Regions from separate parts of the Mus musculus genome. Here region 2 is linked to region 1. A link is a contact called in public promoter capture Hi-C data. All regions are on one chromosome and are shown on one strand. Each heading gives the region's core, a stretch centred on a gene start, on an enhancer-like site or on the middle of the called end of the contact. The rest is flanking DNA. Distances are from core to core; before and after follow the strand shown. Region 1 holds the start of Rpl34 (ribosomal protein L34). Region 2 holds the start of Ppa2 (pyrophosphatase (inorganic) 2).

What was found. Capture Hi-C pulls out chosen DNA fragments and counts their contacts.
Region 2: a promoter capture Hi-C map of liver shows a contact between it and region 1, with 2.2 times the contacts expected there. The contact joins the promoter of Ppa2 here to the promoter of Rpl34 in region 1. A contact is called at or near these places in 1 of 39 promoter capture datasets (liver) and 1 of 9 other capture datasets (liver).

Annotation. Positions count from the first base shown.
Region 1 is chr3:130,729,081-130,731,912 of GRCm38.p6, forward strand. It overlaps Rpl34 (ribosomal protein L34), which reads right to left and starts at 1,318. Exons shown (of 5, transcript NM_001005859.3): 1 at 1,238-1,318; 2 at 149-222; 3 at 1-70. The coding sequence starts at 213.
Region 2 is chr3:133,308,364-133,311,370 of GRCm38.p6, forward strand. It overlaps Ppa2 (pyrophosphatase (inorganic) 2), which reads left to right and starts at 1,747. Exons shown (of 12, transcript NM_146141.2): 1 at 1,747-1,918. The coding sequence starts at 1,777.

The DNA of each region.
Region 1 (2,832 bases), core at 68-2,567:
TGCAGATTTAGGTGCTTTCCCAACCTTCTTGGTGTAGAGGTAAACAATCCTGTTGCCAGGGGTTCGAGACCTAGGAAGGGAGATTGTAAGTAGCTCAGCATACTAGAGAAAGCGATTTGAAAGTTATTTCAAACTTGCAGATACTTACAGCCTAGTTTTGTTAGAGGCTGTGTTGTAGGAAAGCCTACGGCGGTATGTCAAACGCTGGACCATCCTGAGTGCCTACAATTTAGAGAGAACACAATCACCTTTCACCATAATAAAGGCCAAAGCGTCACCACATAAAATATCTTACATTCATATACACACTCATTCACACCGTGCTCTTACAAAGGCCCGGTTCTAAAGAATCCCACATTTAAACTAGAGATGAAGAGCTCCTGGGCTCTAAGACAGTATTCCCCCCTAATTTATACAGCTACCAGTAGGATGAAGACACCGAACTACCCCAGTGGCGGCAGCTGGTAAGGCGTCATGACAATCTAGGTCTTGTCCCAAAACAGCGTCCTGGAGAAGTCTTGTTTACTACTAGGGCCGGGTTTCGTGCTGTTTCAAATCCAACTTCGTTCGTTCCTTAGCAGACCAGCTACTAAAGGACTCTCCAGCCCGCAGCAGCGATGCTGCATTTTGGACTCCAGACCGTCAACGTGCCAGACAAACATTCTACCCGAGAGCTTCACACACAGGCGACTTCGTTTAAATCTCAAGCCCTGGGACGAATGGCTGGAGTTGATTAATAAGCGCTACAGGTGACCTGTCTTCCACACCTTCCCAACACCCACTTTACGTAAAAGGAGCCCAAACGCCAAGCGCGACCCGGACCAGTGCTAAGGACCCTGAGCCGCCACTGCTTGATTCGTATCTTCCTAACCAAGCCAGCCGCCGCCGCCGCGTCCCGCTCGCTGACTAGCCACCATGGCAGACAGCACCAGGGGAGCAGCCGGAGGCCGCGCTCCGCTCGCTCTGCGCTTCACGACCACGACTCGGTCTCTCGCTCGCCGTAGCCGACGGCCAGGGTGCGCGCAGCTCCGGCCACTCACCGCTTCGGAAGCCGGGTTTGATCTCGGGCTTCCCGAGTCTACGAGCCGAGGCCTCGGCCGGTACGCACCTCTCCTCGTCCCTCACCACCGACCCCAGCGACAGTCCCGACCCCAAGGGCGTCCCGCCCGCCTGACGCCTCGGATGGCTACGGATCGTAAACGGTAAAAAAACACAGAGCAGAAGAAGGCCACCATACCTCTGAGCACCGTCCCCGGAAGAGGAAAAGGAAGGGGCGGGTGAGTTCAGGGGTCAAGTGTGACGGCGCCGGACAGGAAGTACGTCAGGGAAGGCGGCGCGTCAGCGAGCGCGCCGCCATGTTGTACGGAAGCGGACGCGGGGAACCTGTGTGGATGGCGCCGCGTTGAGCGGCGGATGTGTAGTGCGGCTTCCGTAGGCGGGTGCGTTTTCTAGCCCCGGTAGGAACGTCACGTGAGAAGTTAGGTGTAGGGTCCCTGGTGGGAGCAAAAGCGAGTGACAGAGGAGGCGTCCCCACTTCCATAAGAGAAAACAAGGGCCACGATGCCTTTATCCTAGGGTAATTAGACCTGGTTTAAAATCTTTATGGCGTCCTGTACATAAGGTAGCCCGGGCCCTTCTGCTTCCCGGCCTCTTCTGTTTTTCAGCCAGAGCACACACTTTACAGACTTTTAACCAAGCATTTGCTAATTACTAGCTATCTCACTTTGGGCAAGTCCGCAAGTCTCTAAAAGGAAGATATTAAATACCCCTGTGGCGCTCTGATCAAAAGATCTCCCAAAGTTAAAGCACTTAACCTGCAAGTCTTACAGAGAGCAAGAACGCTATAAAGGGTGGTTAATTTATGATTGTGTGCAAACGACTATTTGAGACTTTGCCTGGATGGTAAAGTTTTGTCTGCAAGATGAAGAGGAGGACCAGAGGGAGTCAGCGACCTCCAAATGTCTATGTGAACGTTTACACTATGGGTCCTTGTTTTTCATCATGTTGTCAAAAGTAATGAACACCTTCCTTGGACTTGAAAGAAGAGCCCATTATCACTGCCATCTTTGTCAAGAAACTAGGTAAACCGCTCTGACTATATCCTTTCCTCGGGTCTCTCTCAAATAGCTGTCCGTATGCATGCGCCTGCGGTCTCTGTTCTTCCCACTGTGGAATCTCTCCAGTCTCTGTTTTAGGCGTTGGATAAAGGCTGGTGTAGAGAGACAAACCTAGTTTTGAATAAATGAATGAATACATTTCCTTATTCATTTTTAAATGAAGACATGCCAAGGCAAGATCATCAAATTAAGCCGGGCAGTGGTGGCGCACGCCTTTAATCCCAGCACTTGGGAGGCAGAGGCAGGCAGATTTCTGAGTTCAAGGCCAGCCAGCCTGGTCTACAGAGTGAGTTCCAGGACATCCAGGGCTACACAGAGAAACCCTGTCTCGAAAAAGCAAAAAAAAAAAAAAAAAAAAAAAAAAAAAAGCAAAAAAAAAAGAAAAAAAAAGTCATCAAATTAATGACCTAAATGTTTTCACCCAGTCCATTCATGTTTTCATTGCATAACATGTAATGCCCTGATATAATCAGCTACCCGCTAACAACCACATGGTTAATAAAGTGTTCCACTCCATGGAGCGCTACAGATTCTGACGAATAATGGTGTAAAAGGAAAAAGAGTCGACACTGAAAACCTTCCAATCTCTCCATCTTGATGCAGATAAACATAGCCACACTTAGAAATCACATTAAAAGCTGTATCTGCAGCTCATTTCAAATAAGAGATGCAGTTAGGAATGTTCCCTCTCCCCTTCCCTTAGTTAAATCCACAT
Region 2 (3,007 bases), core at 497-2,996, 2.6 Mb after region 1:
CATTATGACCAAGGCGACTCTTATAAAGGAAAGCATTTAATTGAGAGTAGCTTGCAGTTTTAGAGGTTCAGTCCATTATTACTATGGAAGGAAATATGGCAGCATGCAGGCAGCCATACTAGACAAGCTGAGAGTTCTACATCTTGATTGGAAGGCAGTCAGGAGGAGACTGTGTTCCACACTGGGCGGAGCTTGGATACAGGAGACCTCAAAGCCAGGCCCCCACAGTGATACACTTCCTCCAACAAGACCACACCTCCTAATAGTGCCACTCCCTATGTAATTCAAACACATAAGTCTATGGGGGCCTTACCTATTCAAACCCCCACACTTGCTACATGATAGTGACAGATGTCCACAGAGGAAATTCAGCGAGTTAGGTTCCAAATGTCTACATTTGAAATGGACAACTATTGTTGAATAAATATCTTCAGAAATTTGTATTTTAAAATTAACCAGTAAGCCAACTTTGTTCTCATAACATGTATTGTATATTCGGTTTTGATCCACAGGTATTTCAGTAAATTATAGAAAATGAAAGATGAGATTTTATATGTTCAAAATCAAGCCATTTCTTTTTAATGCCATAAAGTAATATGTTCCTAAATCACATACCCGGAATTTGATGCTAATTTTAAGAATCTAGACTATTAGACAGCCCAGAACCTTGTTTCAGTAGGAATTTCTTTCTCAAATATCCAATATTTGAAGTTTAGGTGAAATTTTAAGCTTTCTTTTTTTAACATAGGCAGAATCATATAAATCAATGAAATAAACGCAGGAAGGAAATGTTTCCATTTTTTATAGGACAACTTAGCTTGCAACTCCGCCTAATCATGTTGACGTGTTACAAAGCCACTAATGTCAAAATTTTTTAGAGACTAGGCTAAGCAATGTCTAAGTGGCTAGTGGCACCTCTAAGAGATCCTTTCTGAAACCTGGGTAAAACCAGTTTGGGTTTTAACTGTCACAATTTAGATGCAGAAAGAACCCAGTAGGTGAGGATGTGAGCCTTGCTCACAGTTGGAGCAGAAACTGGTAGAGGTCCGGAAGACCATTCCAGTGAGGTCTTCCCAATCAACTGGTCTACAGAAAAGGGCAATGGTTGGTTCCTTCCTTAGAACCACAGCTCCCGTTGTTACTGGACCAGACTGCAAAGACTGCTGTTGTAACTAGTTGTGGCCACCGGACCAGACAGAAATACTTGTGAAGTATGCAATTGCAGAGAAGTTAAAAGTTACCTGTACTTGGGTTAAATATTAAAGGGCCTTATGGAGGAAGTGGCGTTTGAGGGAATTACAGATTTAGGATAAATCTGTGTCAGATGTCTTCACAAGGACGCTCGATCATTATACATTATAGTCGTGTGTGTGTGTGTGTGTGTGTGTGTATGTGTGTGCGCGCGCGCGCGCGTGTGTGTACACTCCCTCCTTCCGGCTTGGATGTTCCTTTAGAAATTTCTGGAGGTATGCATGCAACCAAGTGCTACATTAATGTAATCAAAGTCTGACCGCAGACACTGACAGTGTGTGAGTGGGTGCGTGGTGGTGAATTCCTGGGGCTTCTAAGGTCCTTGTCTTGATGGTCTTCGGCCTCTGAGGGCTTGTGGAGCAAAGTGGAGAGGTAGGTGGCCCCAGGAATGCAGAAGAGGGTGGGACTTGATGCCACTTGAGGCCGACCGCGGGGAGGCAGTGCGGGCTCCGGGCGGCAGGGGGCGCCGTCGAGCGGCCGCGCCGGGCCCAGCACCGACCCTGCGGTTCTCGCAGACCGTCCGCCATGCGCGCGCTGCTGCCGCTGCTGAGCGTCGGCCGAGGGTGGCGCGTGGGGGCCGCCGCCCGCCCTCCGCGCCGCGTCATGTCCCTGTACCGCACGGAGGAGCTGGGCCATCCCCGCTCGCAGGACTACCGCCTGTTCTTCAGTAAGTCGTTCGCCCAGCTCCGCGCCGGCCGGCGGAGGGGCCGCGGCGCCGTGCCCTGCCCTGCCTTGCTCTGCCCGGCCGGGTCCGCAGCCCGCGCCCAAGCCCGCTGCGGAGGGGACCGGTCTCGGTGCGCAGGGTGGCGCGGGGCCAACCGCCCTCTGCAGCGACCGCAGCCGGCCCGCGGCGCTGAGCTCCTCCCGCTGACCTCCGCGCCGTGGCCCGCCGCTCGCCCGCGCCGCCTCCTGGGCGCTGCTAAGCCCATCCGCCTCCGTACGGCCGCAGAACTTTGGGGACCGGGGTCTTCACTCCGAAAGCGAGTTTGCCTGCGACCGCGACCTTGCTGTCAGCGCAGGCGTACAGGCAGGGAGGAAGTGGGAGGAGAATGTGAGCCAGGCGCTGGGATAGGCTTGTGTGCACAACGCCATCACGAAACCTTTTGTTTGGTAAGGTTAACTTAAAAACAGCAACAGTCAACTGAGTTTTTAACCTAAAAGTTTGCACCCTGAATGCCATCCACAAGCAGGAGATTGGCCGGCGTTCTGGCGAGAATGTGGTGCCTTTTCTTGCCCTGTACGTTGAGCAAAACCTAGAAAGAGGGCCGTCTGGGCTGCCCTGGGCTGACGCCAAAGACAGAAAAGCTCCTGGCCACTTTCCTTTTTCTTTTCACTCTGTAGGTCTCGTTAACAATCGCGTGAAAATAGCCACGTAGATGGGTTGCTTTCAGGCCTCCTTTACTTAATACCAGGTAGCGGAGCGGTTGCAATGTCAAGGCTTGTGCACACCTCTTAGGAGGTTCCGCCCTGAAGAGGTGAAGCTAAATCTTGTTCCGAGACCCCCATGCTGGATGAGTGTCTTAACTTGCTAAGTATTAGAATTTTTTTCCCCTATAAGATAGGGCTGCAGAAGCGGCTATGTATGTTCAAAGAAGTCACCGGACTTATAGTATAACTTGAAATCATTAATAACTGTACTTTGATTTTTACAGTTACTTTTCTGGAGCTGAAGGTTGAAGATTATTTTGTGATAAAGGAGCAAACCTAGCTTAAACTCTTTTTTTTTTTTTTTTTTTGTATTATTTTGAGACAGGGC